Linked DNA regions of Mus musculus: all the other regions are linked to region 1. A link is a contact called in public Hi-C, HiChIP or PLAC-seq and promoter capture Hi-C data. All regions are on one chromosome and are shown on one strand. Each heading gives the region's core, a stretch centred on a gene start, on an enhancer-like site or on the middle of the called end of the contact. The rest is flanking DNA. Distances are from core to core; before and after follow the strand shown.

Evidence for each region. Hi-C and Micro-C count contacts between places; a contact is called where the count stands out from the background. HiChIP or PLAC-seq counts read pairs in DNA pulled down with a chosen protein or histone mark. Capture Hi-C pulls out chosen DNA fragments and counts their contacts.
Region 2: a contact with region 1 is called in an H3K27ac HiChIP or PLAC-seq map of thymic regulatory T cells, with 9 times the contacts expected there. The contact joins the promoter of Hspa8 here to the promoter of Sc5d in region 1. A contact is called at or near these places in 1 of 39 promoter capture datasets (pre-B cells), 2 of 484 Hi-C or Micro-C datasets (B cells and CD4 T cells), 2 of 115 datasets of contacts at active chromatin or transcription factors (regulatory T cell precursor and thymic regulatory T cells) and 1 of 9 other capture datasets (adipose tissue).
Region 3: a contact with region 1 is called in a promoter capture Hi-C map of liver, with 3 times the contacts expected there. The contact joins the promoter of Crtam here to the promoter of Sc5d in region 1. A contact is called at or near these places in 1 of 39 promoter capture datasets (pre-B cells), 2 of 484 Hi-C or Micro-C datasets (CD8 T cells and regulatory T cells), 2 of 115 datasets of contacts at active chromatin or transcription factors (astrocytes and large pre-B cells) and 2 of 9 other capture datasets (liver and macrophages).
Region 4: a contact with region 1 is called in an H3K27ac HiChIP or PLAC-seq map of large pre-B cells, with 4 times the contacts expected there. The contact joins the promoter of Ubash3b here to the promoter of Sc5d in region 1. A contact is called at or near these places in 2 of 39 promoter capture datasets (hippocampal neurons and stem cell-derived epiblast-like cells), 2 of 115 datasets of contacts at active chromatin or transcription factors (large pre-B cells and thymic regulatory T cells) and 1 of 9 other capture datasets (liver).
Region 5: a contact with region 1 is called in a Hi-C map of regulatory T cells, with 7 times the contacts expected there. The contact joins the promoter of 1700063D05Rik here to the promoter of Sc5d in region 1. A contact is called at or near these places in 4 of 39 promoter capture datasets (the 3T3-L1 cell line, embryonic stem cells, frontonasal cranial neural crest and 1 more), 1 of 15 datasets of contacts at CTCF or cohesin (large pre-B cells), 7 of 484 Hi-C or Micro-C datasets (CD4 T cells, CD8 T cells, cerebellar granule neurons and 4 more), 6 of 115 datasets of contacts at active chromatin or transcription factors (the NIH/3T3 cell line, Th17 cells, astrocytes and 3 more) and 1 of 9 other capture datasets (liver).

Annotation. Positions count from the first base shown.
Region 1 is chr9:42,261,567-42,266,108 of GRCm38.p6, forward strand. Sc5d (sterol-C5-desaturase) reads right to left here and starts at 2,734. Exons shown (of 6, transcript NM_172769.2): 1 at 2,640-2,734; 2 at 485-565.
Region 2 is chr9:40,798,925-40,803,466 of GRCm38.p6, forward strand. Hspa8 (heat shock protein 8) reads left to right here and starts at 2,352. Exons shown (of 9, transcript NM_031165.5): 1 at 2,352-2,424; 2 at 2,994-3,203; 3 at 3,494-3,699; 4 at 3,815-3,967; 5 at 4,050-4,542. The coding sequence starts at 2,999.
Region 3 is chr9:41,002,102-41,006,643 of GRCm38.p6, forward strand. It overlaps Crtam (cytotoxic and regulatory T cell molecule), which reads right to left and starts at 2,527. Exons shown (of 10, transcript NM_001281954.1): 1 at 2,440-2,527. The coding sequence starts at 2,485.
Region 4 is chr9:41,155,792-41,160,333 of GRCm38.p6, forward strand. Ubash3b (ubiquitin associated and SH3 domain containing, B) reads right to left here and starts at 2,271. Exons shown (of 14, transcript NM_176860.6): 1 at 1,508-2,271. The coding sequence starts at 1,635. Gm35657 (a long non-coding RNA gene) reads left to right here and starts at 2,852. Exons shown (of 8, transcript XR_870644.1): 1 at 2,852-3,835.
Region 5 is chr9:41,203,667-41,208,208 of GRCm38.p6, forward strand. It overlaps 1700063D05Rik (RIKEN cDNA 1700063D05 gene), which reads left to right and starts at 2,489. Exons shown (of 5, transcript NR_040392.1): 1 at 2,489-2,663.

The sequences.
Region 1 (4,542 bases), core at 1,484-3,983:
CCTTTCATTCTAACCCCTCCCTTCTTGATGCTGCTACGAGTACACACTGGTCTATTCACACTTTCACAATTCTGCTTTACACCATCTGGTTTCAAGATCAACGCAGCCTCCGGTGATATCTGTGGACCTTTTTATTGTCAAGCCTACTTGATCAAACATGGCTAGCTTTCATTTTCCTCTCCTAGGCCATATTTTGGTAGGCACTTCCAGTTAAACGGCAACCATTTGTCTTGCCCATCCGTAAGTCAAGTACGGTGTTAGATCCCAGGCTCTCAGTAGGATGCCTCAGAGACGCAGCATACGCCAGCATCCCCCCTCAATACTGTCCTGTGCAGTAGTGACAGCAGCTACACCTTCACTGCCACCCACAGGCTGCCTTCAGACACTTCTGACCTTTTCACTTGGAAGTAAACCAAAAGTTGACAAAACAAAAGAACAAACAAACAAACAACAAAACATATCCAGAAGGCACAGGCAGGAATACCTGGTATGTGACCCAATAAACAATGGTTGTGTCTGTCACTTGGAGGCAGGATCTACCATCAGATAAGGGCGAGGACTGAACCTATGAGGAAAGAAAAAACTGTTTGGATCTCAGGGCTTCCAGGCTTTGACACAACGACTGCTCCTGACACAACGACTGCTCCTGTACTAAGTAAACTTTTACAGGCACGAAGTGGTAACCTAGTGCAGGTTGTTCAACTGCCCCCACAGGTACCAAACTGCTTCGTGCATCCTCAAACAATGGAAGACAGTGTCAATCTCTCCACAACCCCTGGAGTACCTTCAACGCATCAGGGAAGAAAAGGTTATCTTGGTGCTGACTCCATAGTCAGCTTGAGTGCTACTGAGCACAGCTTCATATATTTGTACCACATGACACGACACTTTTCCCGTGAAGGCTCTGCGTCTCCATCCTTTGGTCGCTTTCCCCTGGGATTTTTCAGTTTCTTCATTAAAAACCTTTCCTACCCCTGCCCTTCTCCCTGAAGCTCATTACTCAGGCCACACTCCCTCTACAGCTTCCCAAACAGCCGAAACCAGAGGTTTGCAGCATCGGCCACAGCTGGGAGGTGTTTGCTAAGGAACTTAGCCTGTTGCTTATGGAATGAGCCACACATGTTTTCTCTCATCCTGAAAAACTTAAATTACATTAAATGTCAGGTGCTCATTTCCCCATCATATATGCCACTCACAATTCAAAAAAAGCAATTCAACCAGCATCAAGTGCTAGACAGTGAGAAACACCCACATGGCCATACCAAATTGTATGTAAATTGTAAAGGTGCAACCCCTTAAAGTCAAAGACAGCTCATGGACTCTAAGATAATTAGGCATTATTGCTTGAAATGTAAGTTTACGTTAAATAGTATACTGCTTTGGCAGAAAAAAAACCCACAATTTTTGACTTTAAAACATGGTTATCAATTAAATGGGCCTGGGGTATAATTCAGGGATATTCCTTTGGTGTAGTATGTCCAAAGCCTTGGTTCCTATCCCAGCATCAGATAAATAAGTAAACATATATAAATCCACTATTATACTTAAATGACTTAAAACTATTATATTTTTCTTAACTGAAAAAAGTACAGGAACAATAACTAGCCATTTATATATTTAAAAAATACTACATATTATTTTAAGCACTCCACCCCTCCCCCCTTTGGCTATGTGGCCTGGAACTTGCATTCTCCTGCTTCAGTCTCCAAAGCTCTTGGATGCTCTGCAGTACCTCTCATCCGGCCTTTACACATCTGGAGGAGTGATGGAGAGATTCTCCCATCTAATTCTCACAAGTCTATAACGTGTGTCCGCGTATAATCTTAATAAACAGGACAGTGAAGGCGCAATGCCTTAAACAGCTTTGTTCTGTAAGGAGCAGTCGATGTGTAAAGCCTACACAAAAAGTTCTACACAGCATTACTTCCCTAGAGTCACAAATACAGATGGGGAATTCTGAGTTCTCCACGTTCATTATATTACAGGATGAATGCAAAAGTCCGTAAGACAGTAAGGGTCAGAAGGTAAGCACTTTAACACAACTAATGAAAATGCAAACTCAACTAACACAAAATAGTCAAATAACTTCGCTGCCGCCGAGATATTGTTTCCACTTGTACCACCTCCCAATTTACTCGGCAATAAGAAGGGATGCCAGTATGAGTGACTTCTTAACGATGCTTAAAGTGTGCACGCTACAGCGTATGGTCTTCAGAAAGGCAGGGAGTGACGGCCCACCACCCTCCCTAGGCCTCAATCGGACGCTGGTTCGCAACCTGGTACCTTCTCCAGGAAGTGCCGGTGGCAAAGCAAATCACCAGCTTTTCCCACCTCACCCTGGATGTGGGGTTCACAGTAGGCAGGCAACCTCTAGCACTGGCAGGGACCCAGCTTTACCGGGCCAGGGTCCTTCCCCGCTCCCATATAACCTTATCCCCATCGCAGGCCCCGGGGACCAAGGTGTCCGCCAGGCCAGACCCCCACCCCCACCCCCACCCCCCCATGCCACCTGCGCTTTAGCAGGGACGGCCACACGGGTGCGGCGGATGCCGTACCGGCGCCGGGCACCCGGGGATCCTCGCGACCGCCCGCGGGTCCTCCCACTCGCGGCTGTCCAGCTGCCAGCGCACGGAACCTACCTGCCAGGCCCAGCAGCTCCGTCAGCCGCGGCTTTACAGCCAGCGGAGAGTACGAGCCAGAGCGCCCGAGACACCGCCCGCTCAGCAGAGCCCCGCCCATGTGCAGGCAGCCGGCCAATCAGCAGCCGGCGCAATAAGCTGATGTGACGGCGGATCGCGCGACCTGGACCGGCGCGGTCGCGGCGGTCACGTGGTCGCCGCGTAGGCGTCCCGCGCTCCCCACGCCTCCCCGCACCCCCGAACCAGGTCCAGCACTCTGCCGGGACTATCCAGGCGCTTCATGATGCTGCTACGGGGCGGACGAAGCTTGCTTTCCTTCCCACTTTCTTCCCGCCCAGAAAGTTGACTAGAATCGTGCAAAGGACCCGGGATGAATGCAAAATGACAGCCTGAAGTAGGATTAATGACGCTTCCTTTGATGTTAATGGTGGAGTCTTTTGTCCCATTTTTGTGACTCAAACGTTCATCAATCCGCAGTTATTTGTCACTTCCCTGCAAGTCCTCTTATGCAGCGTTAAAATATGTAAATCGAAAGTTATGTGTAGCAGAGTAAATTTAAAAAGCAATTATTAATAGCGATAAAAATAGAGAAAGAGGTTATGATCTGGCCCAACTGGTTTACATAGGTAAAGATAGGGGTGGGGGAGGTGAACTTAAAGATCAAATTGGCTAATTATGACTCGGGAATGTAGACAGCAGCCCATTCTATAAAATACAAGAGCTCCCTAAGGTGAGCAGTAGGGATCAGCAGTATTGGCCAAAATGAAAAGAACCTAAGAAGAAGAAAGGCCCAAAAGACTAGTACTTCAGAGTTACTTCAGAGAGGATTGACCTGTCGTCTGTTTCTGGTATCAGGGTCCTACCAATTGATTAGTTTTGTTTTGTTTTTTTGTTTTGGTTAGAAGGAGCCAGGCATTTCAAAAGCCAGTTTGATTAAGTGATATATTGAGCATGAGAGACAGTTCTGGCCAGATCTGATCTTCCAGAGCTCTGAGGCAAAAGCCTAGTCCAAAATGACTCTATAAATTACACTTAACAAAGTGTGTTTGCCAGTGTTCTCTGGAGGAACAGAACTGATAAGATGAATACATACATAAAAAATTTATGAAACTAGCTTAAAGTAATAACAGTTGTCTCACCCCAGAAGAACTAAACCCCTAGTAGCTGTTCCATCCACGAGGCTGGTTACCTTGCCAGCCAGAGTAGTCCTATAATGGCTGTCTCACATTGGAAAAATGAACAGCCTGGTAGAGCGTCTGTCTACCAGGCTCAGTGCCACAGCAGTTCCTGTATACCTGGAGAGTCCCTGGCCTTCAGCCAACAATGGAAGTTTGGAAATAATAGTTTGGGTTTCACCAAAGACAGCAGCAGCAAGCAAGCTCAGCTGCCAGGGGAAGATGGAAGACCAAGCAAGCTAAAGGGATATCATACTCTCTCTACTCTGCTCCTGGGCCTATTGGCAGAAATGCTGCACGCGCTTAAGGTAGCTTCTTTGATATCAACAGAGACGATGAGGACCATGCGGCTCTCTGGTCAGTCGTTGCTGATTTGTGGCAAGTTGTGGTGAAAACCAGCCACCACACTAAGAGAAACTAGACAGGAGTATGTGTGAGTTCCACAGGTGAGCTCTGGAGTGAGAGCCTAGGCTTTGCACTGCTTTAGTGGGTCTGGTCATCAGCTTTCTCCTGGGGCTTCCACTGTAGTACTTCCCAAGGTCTCCTCTCCCATCCCCAAAATTGACACCATCTGGGCAATTTCTAGAAGTGTAGATGTAAAGGAGAAGCAACCGGGTGACTCCACTCTGATTCCTTCTATAAGCAAGTTGTTCCTCGACAGCCAGGAGCCTCCTCTCTGTTTATAAAATAAAGTATGGTCCAATACTAGAATACAGATGAAAGCCAAC
Region 2 (4,542 bases), core at 1,102-3,601, 1.5 Mb before region 1:
CCAGACCAGCCTGGTCTACAAAGTGAGTTCCAGGACAGCCAGGGCTACACAGAGAAACCCTGTCTCAAAAAACAAAAACAAAACCAAACAAACAAAAAGACTTCACTAGAGTTAGTCAAGTCTTTTCCCTGTAGATGGGGTTTCTGGTGAGATTCCTGGAAGCTTGCAGGCTCATGGCTGGGAAGGTAGAAGGGTACTAAGGAGTTGTTAATTTGCTGGAATTCTTATTTTTCCACTGGCAAGAGGCTTCAACTGGATTGCCAGGCAAGGGGCCTGCTCTCTCCTTCTCCTACCCTCAGCATTTCCTGTCTCCCCATGCTGCCTCAGTTTGACTTCTTTTGAGACGGGGTTTCACTGAGTTGCTCAGGCAAGCCTTTGTTTGGGCAGGGCAGGGCAGGCAGGCCTTGTTTTAGACTCTGGAGTCGCAAGGGTCACAGGCCTGAACCACCCACCTCCCATCCCAGAATGTAAGCTTGTGAAACAGACTCCGGCTCTAAATTTTTAAAAATTTACTTACAGACTGACAGTCTCATATATCCTAACTTCTGTCTAGCAAAACTTTTGATCCTTCTCCTCAGTGCTAACTAAAAGCTCGAACCACCACACCTTAGCTTAAAGAAAAAAGAAAAAAGTGGAGAGGGTGATTCCAAGAAAAAACAGTTGTGTCTATTCCTATAAGTAATGTCTCTGTGTCTCACTTTCCCTCAGGTTTCTAATATGGGGTACTACATACCTTAGAAAAGTGTTTTGATATTTATAGAGAGCACTTTACATGTTATGTACACTTTAGGTTAGCAAAAAGCATTGTATTAAAACGATCTTCTTGAACTGCAACAGAGTTACATCCTTGTACATCCTCCCATGAACTCCAAGCCAACATTCCTCCCGAGATGCAAATACCAAAGAAAAAATTTATTTATGACTGTCTTAGTGATTACTAGCTTTTGACAAGGACAAAGAGTCCCCGGTCTTCCGCTAGCCTTCCTCACGTGGTCTGGAGACCTTCCAATTTAAACGCCACAACAGTATTCTTTAAAAAATAAAAAGACAACCTATCTAACTAATAAAGAGCTGCACTCCCTGCCTATTTGAAAGGACGCGTGGAAAGTGCTAGAGAGCCGGGTGTGACGAGGCCCGGAACGCCCAGCCTCCAGGCACTGCGGTTTCAGAGTCTAAGCACTCGCTCCGGCCATTGGCTCAGTCACGTTTTCAAGGACTCAGCGCGGCCGGGCGTTTAATTTTTGGTAAAAGTCAAGTCAGGAGAGACATTACCTCATGTTACTGAAAATAAAAAGGTCGCGATCACTCTATCAAGGACACGGGGCTGCCGGAAACCAGGAATGCCAGTGCCTAGCTCACCCACAAAGGGACAAAAAACATTTATCTTTCGTACATTTATTCCATTAACTGATGAGTCTGGTGGAGCAGAGAGGGGACAGAGGTCACGCTGTCCCCTGTGGGACAGCGGAGGTGGGGAGGGGCGTTCGGCTCAGGGGTAAGCAGAGAGGACTGGGCCATTTCTTTGATAGAGGATCACAAACGATCCTGGGGACATGTGGCGAGCCAGGCAGATCGAGCCTCCGCACTGGGGGGGGGGGGAATCGAGGTGTCCCATTTTGTGGGGGGTGAGGGGTGGGGAAAGCCAGCGAGATAGCGCGGCGGCTTAGCCTCCCACAAGCTGGCAGCACGAAACAAGAAGCCTAGCAGTGCTCCTTAGTCTCAGGCTGGGGTGGACCAAGCCCGAGGCCGGGAAACCGCCGGGCTCAGGGAGAAGGACCGAGGGTCGTGTGGGGGAGGGGCGCAACAACCTTCGCAGCCATTTTGTCCTCGCCCCACTTCCGTCTTCTCTTCCCGGACTCCCCCTCCCTCAGGCTCTTCTCTCAGGCAGCCCGGGGTCCCAAGAGGTAGGGATCCGGCCGAACGCTGCTCTCATTGGTCCGTCGCGGAGGTACCCGCCTTCCTCCCAGGGCATCCTTCCGCCCCCTCCCGCCTGCGCTGCCGGGTCGCGCACGCGCACTCGCCGGCGACCCTCTCCCCTCCCCCAGCAGCTCTGAGTGACAGAGGACTCCCGCGCGCGGGCTCCCGGCGCCCCGCCTTCTCCGCTCCCCCCGGGCCGTTCCCAGAGCGGGGGCGAGCGTGAAAGTTCCAGAACGCCGCGGTCGTGCGTCATCGCGAGGCGGGGCGGGGAGAAGGCGGGACCTAGGCGAGCGTTCTGGCTCTTCATTAGTGCAGTCGGCAAGGGCTGGTCGTCCATTGGCTAAGAAGCTATGATCGGCAGCGGGATGGGGCGGCACCCTTCTGGAAGGTTCTAAGACAGGGTATAAGAGAGAGGGAAGCGGGCGGAAACCGGTCTCATTGAACGCGGAGGCAGCTGCCTGGCATTTGTGTGGTCTCGTCGTCAGCGCAGCTGGGCCTACACACAAGGTGAGGCATGGGACTCGGGGGTTTGCGGGGGTCCGGGGTGGTGCAGGAGTCCCGGGGAGTCTCTTAGGCGGCGGCTGCAGCTCAGGCCGTCACCACCAGGGACAGAGACTGCAGCAGATCCGGAGGATGGGCTGAGTCAGGGCGGCGCCGCCATGGCCTTGTGGCTCCGCGTGGCGGGGGAGGGGAGCCACAGGCGCCCTGGTCTTTTTATCCTGTCTGTGACTTCAAATATAAGGCTTCTGCCCGGCGCCCACAGGGCAGGGCCCCCCGAGGTGGGAAAGGGGGATCCTGGCTCCCGCGGTGCGCGGTCCGGGTGGGGGGGGTTCGGGGGGCGCTCGGAGGTGGCCACGTGCTCCACCATTGTCGCAGACCTTTAGGACAGATGGTTCCTTGAGCCTTGGGCGGGCTGTGCCAGGCTTGGCACAGACCACCTATACTGCAGCACTGCTGCCACGAGCCTGCCGCGTGGCTTCAGGTGATAGGTCTGGGTCACCAAGTCCAGACCCACTGCGGACTGGATAAAAGCCGGAAAGCGAGTGCTTAGCCCCCCTCCTTTTTTTTTCTAATAGCAACCATGTCTAAGGGACCTGCAGTTGGCATTGATCTCGGCACCACCTACTCCTGTGTGGGTGTCTTCCAGCATGGAAAGGTGGAAATTATTGCCAATGACCAGGGTAACCGCACCACGCCAAGCTATGTTGCTTTCACGGACACAGAGAGATTAATTGGGGATGCGGCCAAGAATCAGGTTGCAATGAACCCCACCAACACAGTTTTTGGTAAGTCGCCAGCATCTTTGTGCCACTAGCATGAGTAAAAGGGCTGGGGGGCAGGGCATTTGGAATGTAGAAACAGATCTGCCTTAATAACTGCAGCCTGAGATTGCAACTGTTTAAATATGACAATATAAGGCCACAAGATTTTAAATATGGGCCTTGGCTTCCTGCACTAGAGATTACGTCCATCTAGATGGGTGCTGCAGGTTTTTGTTTTCTGTTTTTTTGGTTTTTTTTTTTTTTGCAGTGATAGGCACTAAGGAGTGTGATGAGGTATGTTTAATATTTTACAGATGCCAAACGTCTGATCGGGCGTAGGTTTGATGATGCTGTTGTTCAGTCTGATATGAAGCACTGGCCCTTCATGGTGGTGAATGATGCAGGCAGGCCCAAGGTCCAAGTGGAATACAAAGGGGAGACAAAAAGTTTCTACCCAGAGGAAGTGTCCTCCATGGTTCTGACAAAGATGAAGGAAATTGCAGAAGCGTACCTCGGAAAGGTGGGTTTTTTTTTTAACAGGTGCCATTTGAGATGGGTGTTACCTTTATGTTTAATTCACACATTCTGATCGGGAATTTGCCAACCAAACAATTGTGCAATTCATTGTTTTTTAGACCGTTACCAACGCTGTGGTCACAGTGCCCGCTTACTTCAATGACTCTCAGCGACAGGCAACAAAAGATGCTGGAACTATTGCTGGCCTCAATGTACTTCGAATCATCAATGAACCAACTGCTGCTGCTATTGCTTACGGCTTAGATAAGAAGGTAGGCATTTCAAATCAAGTACAACTTTGTTAGGGTTAACTTGCCAGAAACAGGCCTGAGCTAAGAATGTCTTATTTGACAGGTCGGAGCTGAAAGGAATGTGCTCATTTTTGACTTGGGAGGTGGCACTTTTGATGTGTCAATCCTCACTATTGAGGATGGAATTTTTGAGGTCAAATCAACAGCTGGAGACACCCACTTAGGTGGAGAAGATTTTGACAACCGAATGGTCAATCATTTCATTGCTGAGTTCAAGCGAAAGCACAAGAAAGACATCAGTGAGAACAAGAGAGCTGTCCGCCGTCTCCGCACGGCCTGCGAGCGGGCCAAGCGCACCCTCTCCTCCAGCACCCAGGCCAGTATTGAGATTGATTCTCTCTATGAGGGAATTGACTTCTATACCTCCATTACCCGGGCTCGATTTGAGGAGTTGAATGCTGACCTGTTCCGTGGCACACTGGACCCTGTAGAGAAGGCCCTTCGAGATGCCAAGCTGGACAAGTCACAGATCCATGATATTGTCTTGGTGGGTGGTTCTACCAGAATCCCCAAGATTCAGAAACTTCTGCAAGACT
Region 3 (4,542 bases), core at 1,277-3,776, 1.3 Mb before region 1:
TATTGAATCTCTCAGAATGTCTAAGTCATTACAACTCTGAGTTTTTCATTCACCGGTAAGTTTCTGGGCTGGAGAGGTAGCTCGGCAGTTAAGAGAACACTGCTCTTGCAGAGGACCTTAGCCTGATTCCCAGCCCAGCATCAGGTGGCTCGTGTGACTCCAGCCCCAAGGGGATCTGATGGCTCTGGCCTCAGCAGGCACCAGCATACACACGCACACACTCCCACACAGACCTCTGTGTGTATACACATAATTAAAAGGGACAAAAGAAATACTTAAAACAGAATGTACTTTCTATGACATCCCAATGGTGCATGTGCGTGTACACACAGACACCCAGACACACACACACACACAGACACCCAGACACCCAGACACACACACACACACACACACACACACACAAATTGAAGGTTCCATGAGATCTAATATTTTACTGGGTTCTTCATAGGCTGATATTTACTTCCTCTTGACCTGTTGTGAAAGCCCATCAGGTTATTTAACTCCTCTAACCTCAGTGTTTCTCCTCTATAGACTGAAAGTACCAATATCTACCTTGGCATTTTCTCTAGGAATAAGTGTACTTAACAATTTGTCCAGCACTGTGCATGACTCGATAAATATTTTTTTCTCTCTCCATATAATCACAAGAGAGTTTCATATTCTCCTAGACTTGCTTAAGCTTGTCTTTTAGTTTTCTTATTTTTTTTGGAGGCAGGGTCCTGCTATGCTGCATTGCCTTTACGTAAATCCACTGTGTAGCTTAGACTGGTCTTGAACTCATGGTGGGCCTCCTGTTCTAAATGCTGATGTTCCAGATGTGCGCCGCCATCAGTTGCTCAGATTTGGTTCATCTTAAGATAGGGTTATTTTGCTGTTTATTTAAAAATCTCATGGGGCATTTTTTTTTTAAATATGGGAAAAGTTTGAAGGACGAAAAAAATTAAGGTCAGCTGAAGGTTTTAAATCTTGGAGTAACTGAAACTATACTCATTTTGGCCATCGAAAGGCACCCTGTCAGAATGCATTAGCTGCTCTTTAAGCCACTTACTGAAGAAACTAATGTCACTCTTTACCAAAACAGAATCCTTGTTAAGTGCCCCAGGGTACAGGGAACAGAAAGGAAGGCACTAAGTGACGTATAGAGCTCAGGGAATTGAAAAACCACGTAAAATAAAACAAAATCTTGCCGTCCCCCCCCCCCCCCGCCCCTCAAATCACATCCCTCAGCTGCCATTCTGAAATGAACGCAGATGAGAGGGGCAGGTGTGTGTCCTGACATAGAGCAGGAGAGTCACTATTTGGAAACAAACAAGCATTTGAAGCTGAACAGTGGCTCTGTACACGGTCCCTTTCTATACGTCGGACACAAGGACCATCAGAGACTTAGGACACCAGGAAATGATCCCTCACTCTTACCCCACACTCAGGTAGGAATAATTTTACCCAAGCTTAAAAGGTCACTGTATCTTTCTCTCATTTTCGTAATATGACAGTAGAATTAAGCTCCCAAAACCAAAGTATAGCAAAATGTGAAATAGAACTGATTTCTACAAAACAAGTAGCTTTCGGGGCCGGAGAGATGGCTCAGTGGTTAAGGGCACTCGCTGCTCCGGCAGAGGACTCCAGCTCATTCCCCGGCACCCACATGGCAGCTCCTGGCCATCTGGATAACTGCAGCTCCAAAGCCCCAACTCTCTCCTCTGAGCCCCTTGGACAGTGCACACACACGGCACACACACCTAAGCAGGCACAACACTCATACACATAGAATAATAAACACATGTTTAAAAGTAAAGAGTTTTTACTGGGTTCTTATTCCTCGGAACTAAATTAGAATTGATTAATACCTCATCACTTCCAAAGAGTGTGTAAATTTGAGATATTCTTATAATGAGCAGTTTGACAGGTCATTTCTTAACATCCTCATCTAAAGATGAAAAAAATTGAGTCGGATGGCGGTGGTGCACGCCTTTGATCCCAGTACTCAGGAAGTGGATCTCTGTGAGTTTGAGGCCAGCCTAATCTATAGAATGAGTTCCAGGATGGTCAGGGCTAAAAATGCAAAAACTGAATTTTAGAGAAATTAGGGTATTTGACAAAGACTTCTACATCAAAGACATTTTGGAATCTGAAATGAATGTCCTTCAACTGATAAACCTTCAAAAGATAGACTTAGGGCGCTGGTTTTATTTCATCACAACAGATTCCACAGATGCATGCCAGGCTGCCCCTACACCCTGAAGAGAGGTTCAATAAGAGACGGAGTAACTGCCCTTGGACGTGTGGGTTGAGCACAGCCAGAGAAGTATTAGCAAAGTTACCTGAGTTATCTTCCAGAGTACGACCTCCAAGAACACAGTTGGCTGACAGATAGGTTTAACAAAAAAGCCCATAAAGTCAGCTGAGCAAAAATATCCATTTACTCTAAGTCCTTACCTTGCACCGGCACCCAGAACAGCAAACTGAGGGCTCCCCACCACATGCTGGCTGTGCTGAACGGAGGGAGTCTCTGACAGCTTCCTGTGGGTTCTAAAGTACACACAGGCTTTTGAAGGGGGGGAGGCTGTAGCTCTGTGACCTTGCCTGTGTCACCTCCTCCACCTTCTCTGAGCCCCCTTTTAGTTAGCTGCCCCTAAAACACCTCCTGGTGGAACATCTTGGGGAACCACAGGTGTCCTATCCATTGTGGAGAGGTGTGAACGAGGTGTTGGTGACAAACACTGCTCAGCCACAAGTGGGTAGCCATGGCAAGTGATGACATGAGATTCTGGGGGAAGAGAGAGGGCAGGAGAGAGTAAATGTCTCTGTCTGGACATTGTTTTTAGCTTTTCTACTTTACTAAGCAAACAATAGCTAGGTAATTTTTGTCCAACCTTCTTGGATATTTTGTATTTCTGACTTGGACAACAATATCTAGTGGTTATTAGATGTATTGATTCATTCATTCACTTCGAAATCTTCCCATTTATCTACTTATCTGTCTTTCAGTCTACTTACTAATCTCCCCACCTGTGCACACTCCCTCTCCTCTCTATGCATCCAACATCTCTTACATGCCTCACTAAGATGATCAGACATGACACAAAAGTCCCTTCTCTGCTTGTTTGTTTTTAAGAAAAATGTGTTCGTTACGATGAGAGTTTAAAATATGCAAATAGACAATTTAGGTTCATTTCTCTCATTCACTGAGATAGACTATTTCATTTGGAGGAGGTTGTCATGAGTGACTGGACAGCTGAATAGACTCTCTTCTTGAGAAACATTCTTTTTTCGTAAAAAATAATTTTTGTATACATGAGTGTTGTGCCTGCATGTATGTCTGTGTACTTTGTGTGTTCTTGGTGCCCACAGAGACCAGGAGGAGGCATCAGACCCCCTGGAACTGGAGTTTCAGAGAGTTGTTACCTATCATTAGATGCTGGGAATAGAACCCAGGTCCTCTGGAAAAGCAGTCAATTCTCCTAGTCTCTGAGTCATCTCTCCAGCCCCAACACTACTCTTTACATTCTAAAGTCTAACATGATGCTTGACATAATTCTTCTAGAGCATTAAAGAAGATCTTACTGTTCTATTTAAAAATGGAATGTCCCTGGCTGGCTGTTGCATTTTAAACTAGGTCTGCAGCTGGTTTGTGTTGGTTGGGGAGCCTTTGGGTCATGGTGCTTAGCTGCTGTACATAGGCTAGTAGGAATGGGACATGGAGGTCACGGTCATCTCCAGTTCTGCCCTAGCTGTTTCCCTGATCTCCAAGATTGAAATGAACAGCGCTCTAGTTACCACACCACACACGAGTCTAGCTTTGATTGGCTGTGTGTCTGAAGCCATGAGCTGGTTACTCTAGCTGTAGGGAGATCTGATGTCCTCTTCTGGAGTCCACAGACACATTCACTTATATGTACATACACATGTACACACACACACACACACACAGAGAGAGAGAGAGAGAGAGAGAGAGGCAGAGATAGAGACAGAGCGCACACATGTATACAGATAATTTAAAATTAAAAGAATCTTTAAACAACAATAAAACTTTATTTAATGTTGCATGAGTCCATTGGTCTCAGAGATTAAGAACTTTCCCTGAAAGACAGAGCGGAGACTGAGGGCCAGTCCAGCCTGAGACCCATCCCATGGGCAAGAACCAATCTCTGACACTATTAATGCTACTCTCTCTGTTATGCTTACAGACAGGGGCCTAGCATAACTGTTCACTGAGAGGCTCCACCCAGCAGCTGACGAAACAGATTCAGAGACCCACAGCCAAACATTAGATGGAACATGGGAAGTCTAGTGGAAGAGTTGGGGAAGGACTGAGGGACACGTGGGGATAAGAACTCCATAGGAAGACCAACAGAGTCAACTAACTTAGGCCCCTGAGGGCTCCCAGAGAGTGAACTACCAACCAAAGAGCATACATGGGCTGGACCTAGCGCCCCCCGCCCTCATGTTGCAGATGTGTAGCTTGGTCTTCTTGAGGGTTCCTCAACAACTAGAGTGGGCAGGAGGCAGGTGCTGTCTCTGGCTCTGTTGTCTGTCTGT
Region 4 (4,542 bases), core at 1,021-3,520, 1.1 Mb before region 1:
CTCTTGTGCGGTCTCAGGGATTAAAGAAGAATTAATCAAGCCATCATTTTAGTCTGTCATGACCGGAGCAAGGCCTCTGAGGACCACAGAAGGAAACAGACTGTTCCCTTAAAGCCCCGCTGAATATCAAATATGAACACATAAAGAGCCCACTGAACCACTTCTTCGTTTATTTAATCAATTTGGGTCCTTGATTCTGATCTCACCTCAGGAATGGCAGCTGCCTGGAACTAAGCAACTTCTACAGTACATTTGGACTCCGCTCTGGTTCTCAGGAGGCTCTAGATCGCCACCCATCCTCAGGGCCTTCCATGGAGGACCCCCACTTGGCACCCCATGCAAAACCCTTCATATCTTCTCCAGGTGTTGTAGTGTTTTGGAAGTCAGCAGAAAGCAGAGGTCTCGGTCCACTTTGTAGCCTTTCACGGAGCGGGCCAAACAGCACTGCAGCCTGTCTGAGCAGGTTGGCTAGGACGATGCATTCCTGAATAGGAGTCTTCTCTCCTTAGACCTCCCCCACGTTAGTAAGGAAACAAGGCTCCCAGTTAGGACACCTGGAGTTACCTCGTGAATGAAAGCCGAGGCAAGAACGAACTTACTGACTCGACCCTATCTGATTAAGTTCGCCCAACTCTTCAATTCTGGTGACGTAACTGAAAGAGAGAGCAGCACCTGCCACCATCCCGAACTTTGTGTCTCCACCGAGGAAATAAGCAAGCCAGGAATTAACCAGAGAAGGCGACGGCTTTCTATCAGGAGAGGTTCCAGCCCCTTGCCCTGGTGTGCACCGGCTCCAGAGAACTGTTGCAGGCTGTCGCTGGCAACCCTGCTCTTCCCAGAAGGCTACAGCTACAGCCACCTGTGCTCTCTTGCCCTTCACCTGCCCACCCTCGGAAAGGAAGGAGGAGGCAGGAGGGCAGCCCCCCCCCCAACCCCGCCCCATACTTTTGAGCACCCACAGCTTTCTGCGCTGCCGTCACCACTGACGAGAACCCTGGTCCCCTGGAGGAATCACTTCTTCCCATTCCATCCTCTCTTATCAATGAACACGCAGCGACACCCACGCTCCCGCTCCTCCCACTCCGGAGGGAGCCGGGAGCTCAAGAGCGACATCCGGAGCTGGAAGCCTCTGCAGCGGGGGCGCCGGCCACCCTGCCCCGCTGCCCCTCGCCTTTCGCCAGCCACCAGTAGACCGACCCCTAACCTCCGCTCCCAAACAGCTCACCACTCTGGATGGATAAGGGATCCAAGTCCTCCAAGGGACCCGCCTCTCCCGGGCTTAATATAAGAGACCTCTGGGGGAGCGCGCGCGAACCGCCCAGAGCTACCAGCGAAACCCGGGATTCGAACCTGATACCCCGGCCGTCCAGCATCCCCAAGCAATCCCCTAGCCCGACACTCCCGCCGCCAGCGCGCCCATCGTGTTCCCCTAAGCAGGTTTCAGGCAGCGCCAGGATGGCGAGCCGGAGCGAAGTCGAGGGTCGCGGGGCCCAGGCGGGTGACTTACGCGCGGGCGCGGGGAAAGCCCATGGACAGGAGCACGTCCAGCGCCGACCCATGCTTGACTGTGCCCGGGCGCTGCAGGCGGTCCCTGCGCGGGGTGACTTTGCTGTACAGCTCCTCGCGCGCGGCCATGCCGAGGGCTGGGGTCGCGGTGCCGAGTGCCCGCTCAGTGGCCGCCCATCGCCCGCGCGCCGGGGACTGGGGGTCCGGGGAGGACGGTGGGGGCGGTGCTCCCAGATCTCCGGGCGGAGACTGACGCTTCCTGGAGAGGCCACTGGAGCTCGGCGCGGGCCGGTGGCTGCTGCGGGTCCGACCTCAGCCCGCGGGGTCCCGGAGTCCCAGCGTTGCGCCGCTGCAGCCTTCTCTGTCCTCCGCCCCACCAGCTTCTCCTCCCCGAGCTGTCCGGGAATTTGCAATGAGTAATTTTTGAATGGATCAAAAAGGAAAAGCAGCCTTGTGGGCAGGCCCTGCCTTGCCTGCGCCGGGCCCCGCCCCTCTCTTAAAGCGCCCGCGCCGGCCCAAGCTGGGCTGGCTGGATTACAGCCAGCCATAGTAGGAATTGCTTCTAGACAGAAGGTCTCCAGAAGTAGGCCAGTGTGCTTGGATTCGCAGAGCCGTAGCTCTGCCCTTGGCTTGCATATCGATCCATCTGGGCCTCCGGGCTTCAGAATAGCCCATTTCACGTTTCATTTGATCATTGGCGAGGTCAGTAATGGAAACCCTCTGCACGGATGGAGGAGAGGTCCAGAAGGCTAAGCCATAAGACCCGGGAAAAGGTGTCACTTCAAATTGATCTCGCTAAAGTTACAAAGTTGTTACATCACTGTAGGCCGAGTACCTCACAGCCCTCAGTGACTGACTGGACAGCGACTTCTGGAAAAGGGCCTCTGATTCTTGGAAATGGAAGGACCTGAGAGGGCAAAGGCCAGGAAGGAAGGGAGAAGAGAAAGGGGAAGAAAAAAGGGAGGGGAAGCAGAGAAATGAAAGGCTAGGAGCTAGAAGGAGAAGGAACAGAGAAAGGACACTAATTATAGCACTTCCGAATGGAAAGAGCTGACTTTCATGAGTGAGTGCGCACCCTGTCTATAAAAGGGTTCTGAGTCGGGAGTCGGGATCCCTGCTGCATAGGAGCCACAAGTGAGCTCCCACCCCCACCCCAGTAGGACCAGCAACCTCCACCTCAAAGAACAGAAGTCATTACTGCTGTTGCCTGTTAAAGCTTGATCACCTGGAGACAAAGGCATTGTTCTCAATCAAGAACCAATCCCATTTGGTGTAATAGAAGAGGCACAGATCTTCTTTCGGGGTGGGGGGGTGGGGGCGGGGGGAGTGATGATGATGATGATGACGACAATGATAATACCTAATGTTTATTGGATCCATTTGTGTGCCCATGATTGTGCTGAGCATAATGGCTGAATTAACTCATGGGCCTTTTATGGCGCCCTTGAGGATGCCTACCTGTATAGCCTCGTTTTTTTAGAGATGAGAAAATTCAGCTCAGAGGGACAGAGGAAAACTGAAGAGCTCCAGCGTGAAGAGATGGAACTTTGACTCCCCGTGGTGCCCCGAACAGGTCACCTCTTCCCCCAAATGGGTTACCTCTACCCCCAACATCCTCGTAGTCCCATCTATACAGGGGTAGTCGGTAGCTCCAGATTCCCCAGGCACTAAAGCTCTTTCCTGCTTGCCTACTTAGAGTGCAGGGAAGGGGGAGGAGGGTGACCAAGATGGATAAAGCCCTCGCCATAGCTTTAAATGTTGCTTTATAAGGCACCCAAGAAAATGAAAGTTTAATCCCCTGACCTCCCATCCTCCACTGGTGTTTCTTCAGAGTATCCGTGGCATTTGGAAGTGGGAAGGTGAGACAGAGGAAGCCTGGGTAGGAATTTGCATATTTCTGCCTAGTGTTATGAAAGAGACCAAGGGCAATTCACATTTCCTAGGTGGGGGAGTTTCTTCTTCCCAGCAGAGGAAATGTCTAGCTAAGGCAGTGGTTGGAAGCAGCTTAGAAAACCATAATCCATAGACTAGCCTCCTTGGGATGTGTTCAGGAAAGTCTACTGGACAGTACCCAGCATTCTAAAGTCTTTTTTTTTTTTCAGATATCTGGGCTTGAGCCAGATGATCTGGATTTCAATCAAGAGAAAATACTGTCTATGGCAGCACTTTGTGCATCCAAAGCTGTGCACAGAACAGCGGCTCCAGTTTAGTGAGCCCTCACTAGATAATGGTGCTGTCCTTAGGGTTGTGCATGTGTGGCTCATTCTGTCTGTGCTTTGGCCGGATGCTGAAGTGACTCTCTCTTGAGAAACCTGCACCCATGTCCTAGGTATGTACTGTCTTCTTGCTAAGAACTTCTTTCTATCAATGCAAGAGCTTAAAGTTACATTGTGATATTTTCTTTTACATTTTTTTTATTTTTTTATTCTGTGTGTGTGTGTGTGTGTGTGTGTGTGTGTGTGTGTGTGTCTTTACAAGAGCACAGCAGTGTGGGTGTGGAAGTCAGAAGATAATTTGCCGGAATCAGTTCTCTCCCTCTACTGTGTGAATCCCAGGGACGGGACTCAGATCTTCAGTGTTCTTCTGAGCCATCTCACTGCGCCAAGTTTTCTTCTTAAATTCCAACTTTGGGGGAGGGGGTGTGTTGGAAAGATGGCTCATCCCTCTCGAGCATTTGTTGCTCTTGCAGAGGACCCAGGTTCAATTCCCAACTCCTACAGGATAGTTCATAACCTTCTGTAACTCCAGTTCCACGGAGTCCGATGCCCTCTTCTGACCTCCGTGAACACCAAACATGCATGTGGTACACAGACATGTATGTGGGCAAAAGACACATAAAATAAAATGAATAAGTCTGATAAAAATAAGCTTTCATAGTAAGCCAACAACCACTTACTGTTTTGACGACAAAGAGGATGCCAAACCATAAGACAGTTGAGTCTGTCTGTCTGTCTGTCTGTCTGTCTGTCTGTCTGTCTGTCTTTCTTTCTGTCTGTCTATTGTTTGTGGCAGTCTTCCTGTGTAGCACAGGTTAAC
Region 5 (4,542 bases), core at 1,239-3,738, 1.1 Mb before region 1:
GAGCCAGCACTTTGTTTCCTAACAGGAGGGTGAAATTGTATGCTGAAAGGGTGCCCACAGGAGTCGACTTTTCTCAGTGGTTAGTGGTGTGACTAAAATGCCAAGGAGATATGAATAAGAAATTCGGGGTTACGTTTGGTCAGGAGTGATGAGAATAGTGATAAATCTACCAAGACAAGGTTTCCTTTTGCTGGGAGTGTGAATGGGTGGAGATTTTGGATTGGGTCTGTTTGAAGAGAGTGGCTGGGTAGATGCTGTCAGTCCAAGGAGCCAAGAGCAAGCAGAGCCAGCCATCTTCTGCAAGGCCGATTGTGCTTTGAGATCAGGTGGGGTTGATGGGGGTGGGGTAGCTGTAGGGGATGGAAACAGGAGCAGGAAGATTATAGAAGCCATAATATTGCTTTAAAAGTTATCAATTAACTCTGTAGTTCTCAATATGACCTCCCCGCAATAATGGAGATTGAGTATGGTAGATTTATTTAATCAGCCTTAGCACAATTACTGGGTGAATTACCCCTAATTTATTTTTCTATATTCTAGACTGGTTAATTCCCAACCGTTCTCCCCAAATAATTGCAGTTTGAGTCTTTCCCGTGTCACTTTTGCTCCATCATTGTCCTCAGTGGGCATTTCACTTGGCCGTGTGCTCCTGGTCCATTTTGACTAATGGACACTTCCTGTTCTCTCCATCTTCTTTCTCTTTCTCCTCCTTCCTCCTCTTCTCTCTCCTTGTGGTTCCAACCTGCGACTCTCTGCCTGGTAATCAAAACCCCGACTACCTCTATTCTCCCCAGAGAATCTCCTCAGCCATTTCTCTAACTAGTCAGAGAATAAAACAAAAGTTTACATATAAGCAAATAAGCAGAGTTTACAGAGCATCACTTGGTGGACATAAGGATCTGCTCATTGAGAGCAACCAGGTCTTGGGGGCCAGTATTTAGCATCTGAATACATAGCAGCACCAGACCAACCTGAACATCGTAACAGTGGAAGTACTGGATGGGGGCTGGAGAGATGGCTCAGTGGTTAAGAGCACTGACTGCTCTTCCGAAGGTCCTGAGTTCAAATCCCAGCAACCACATGGTGGCTCACAACCACCCGTAATGAGATCTGATGCCCTCTTCTGGTGTGTCTGAAGACAGCTACAGTGTACTTAGATATAATAATAAAATCTTAGAAAGAAAGAAAGAAAGAAAGAAAGAAAGAAAGAAAGAAAGAAAGAAAGAAAGAAAGAAAGAAAGAAAGAACTGGGTGATTCTAGGATAAGAAGCTTGGCTGTATGGGAAATGTAGTTGAAGATGAGCCTGGGGTTGAGATGGTGGAGCACTGCTTTCTCGGCTTCTGCTTCAGTCCCACCGGCAACATCTGTCCTTTTGATGATGGACAGTGACCTACAAGTTAAAATAAACCCTTTCCTCCCCAACTCATTTTTGGTCCTGGTGTCTATCACAGCAACAGAACGTTACGCAGAACACTGACTGGGACTCCAGTTGTCACTACACAGTAATATTGCAGGGTAACTTCAGGGTTAGCTGGTGCTGATATAGGGTAAGTCTGGCAAAGGTCTACAGCAAGCTCTGCAATCTGTGAGAAAGGAGTCTTGTACTAGTTGCTCCTTGTGTCTGAGGCCTAGTGGAACATGTAAGCCATACATGGTCTCGGGGTTGGTTTAGAGGACTCTTTGACCAAGAATAACAGCATTAGTGAGCTGACACAAAGGGATCCAGGGAATAATCTCTAAGAATGTGAGAAGCCAAGCAGGTGGGCACCGGCAAGACCCAAGATTTGGGTTCAAACTCTGCCCCCTTGTGGAGAACAGGCTTTATTGAGGGAGAGCTGGGGCAGGGATGGAGGCTGTGACTCTGGATGCGGGGGTGGGGGTGGGCTCAGGACACTGAAGCAGATTAGGGGCTAACACATTTACTATGATTGTTACTAGCACCATGGACAGACAGAGGGTGGCAGCAAGGCAGGGGCTTCTGAGAGAGTTCATGTCCCAGCATCAGGGATAAACAGCATAGTGGGGTCTCTGAAGAGAAGCAGAGCCCACTTGGTAGAATCCACTTCTTTCAGCTCTTGGGGATGTGGAAAGTTCACACCAAGAGCCTGCAGCCAGGCTGCTTGGTACCCAGGTAGGAGCCTGGGAAAGAGATGGTGAAAAGGATTGGCACAACTTTTGATATAAACTTACTTCCCAGGTGAGGTGCCTCAAGGAAAGCCCAGCTAGCTTAGAATTCACAAACAGTGTCCCAGCAGGGTGCCTGCCAGTGTCCCTGAATTGGCCTGAGCCAGGATGTAGTCTAACCTTACAGTCTTAAAGAGCTAAGCATCTGCTGTAGGAAATCCAGGGCCCAAGGACTCTTAGGAGTCCAGTCTAACGGCTTTTATTCTGTTTCCCTCAATGGCTGCATCATAGAGGAGTTTAGCTATCAGGCTGCACTGAAAATTCCAGATTCTGTGAGACTGGGTCACAATCAAGAAGGTCCTTAGTTGTAGTTTGTTGTCTTGCTTGGGTCCCTGCAGTTAAAACAAGATGCTCCTCCCTAGGTTATTATAAAACCCAGCAACTCGACCTCCCGTAAGGAGATCTGGGCTTTCAGAGGAGAAGCTGTGTTTCTATATGATGTCAATGTTTGAAGAGTTTGGACAGTGTTTGAGCTGAAGTGAGTTTAGGTTACAGGCTAATAACTCACTTTATGTACAGGAGGAAGAAATGGAGATGCCCGTCTATTTAGGCGGGGCTGTCCCAAGCGTGGAAGATGGGTGGAAGATGATTTGCATGAATGCTGGGTAGCATGGGCAGAGGAGCGATTTCCCAGCGTTGACTTAATCCTTGGTTTGTTTTTTATTTTCAGCCTTTTAACCCTGCTCTGCTCTTTATGAAACTGTGTGTCACAATGTTAGTCCACTCTGGCCTTAAACTTGATCCTTCAGCCCCAGCATCCCAAGTCCTGGGATTATAGTTAAGTTTCTCCACACCAGGCGTCCCAGTGATTTCAATAGATGAGCAAATTTGGGAGTCAATGAAATGGGAGAAAGACCCGTGTCATAAGGCATCGTAGAACGTCATTACTGCCGCCCCCGCGTCTAATTGCCGAGGACAAAGAGGGAGAGAGCTACTCAAGGTAGACATTGGAGAGAGCAGAGGGAGAGAATGACTGTATTAGGGATGTACAGTAGGGGGTGGGAGGGGCAACTGAGAAAAGGAGAACTCCAGAGATGCGATTCAAGGGAATTCTCTCCCTTCTGAGCAGAAGGTCCTGGGGTGCCCTAGCAGACAGCGGAGCATTAGAAAGGGCACAGCACTCCTGGACATTTTGCTGATGTTGTATAGCGACTGCATTGCAGGGCTGTCCTGGGAATATTTCTGTGCTGGAAATACGCCCCAGCCCCCGTTTGTTGTTGTTGTTTTATTTTGTAAATAACTAAGAGAAGAGAACTCCGTTGTTTTGCCAGATGGGATTCATTCGTTAGGTACAATTTATTCTTTTACTGTCACATAAACCCAATTCTAAGCATTCAGTCTGTGTGCAACTGTGACTGGGCCCTCCCCTAGAAAATTGTGCTGCTCTTGCTTAGAGAGAACATGTCTGCTTCCTTCTTCAAAGCTTTCCCTTGAACCCCAGGCTTCCAGCTGGAGGACCAGTGCCTGGGAGCTCTAGAGAGAAAACCCAAGGCTGCCCAGGATTCCTTCCGGAACGCGTCATTGTCAGGAAAAAGAGAGGGCCTTGATGTTAGACACAGACAACTCCTGGGGAGGCGGAGGTGAGGAGTTCTCACCGTGTCGCCAAAAGGACACACGGACTGTGAAGAGAGGATTTGATCCTTTGAGAGGATTTGTGGACCAGATGCTCCACAGGACTAAGTCTGGTTTATACAAGCCTGGAAATGAAGAGCTGCTGGCGCCACTGGGTGGCAGCGCTGAGCTCGTCGTTGCTTCTCTTTAAGGAGTTACGTCACTCTGTGCGTCCGCTTAAGACACACTCAGAACCGAAACTGCGCATGCCCACGTCTCGGTCAGGTGGTGGTGACGACCTTCGAAACGGCAAAAATGAGCCTTTAGGACTCCTTTGTCTTCTTTCTTCACAATGTCTAACCATCCCTCAGAATAGCTAGGTTATAGGGTTTCGTGCTATTAATATATAGCATAATTATAAAAAGTCACCCAAACAGCTACAGTAGAAAGTCATTTCTAGGAAGAGGTGTACAGTATCTTGGGTTGAAATATTCTTAGGGAGATTTAAAGAAGACTGGCTTTTTTTTTTTTTTGAAAGATTTACTGGGCGTTTTATGTAAGGCAAATGCGTAGACAGCAAAGGTAGCCTGTCAGGAAGTAACGACAGCGCTGCGCTGCCATCTAGTGGGCAAAGTGTTACCTGCAGTTTATAACAGAGCTTCCAAGTTACCATGAATTGCAAGCAAGCAAACAAGAAAACTGCACAAAAATCCCAAATACAGAGTCAATGTATGATTGCTAATTTTATTTTCATTGAAAAATTTCATATTATACATTTTGATCATGGTTTTCCTTCCACAACTGCT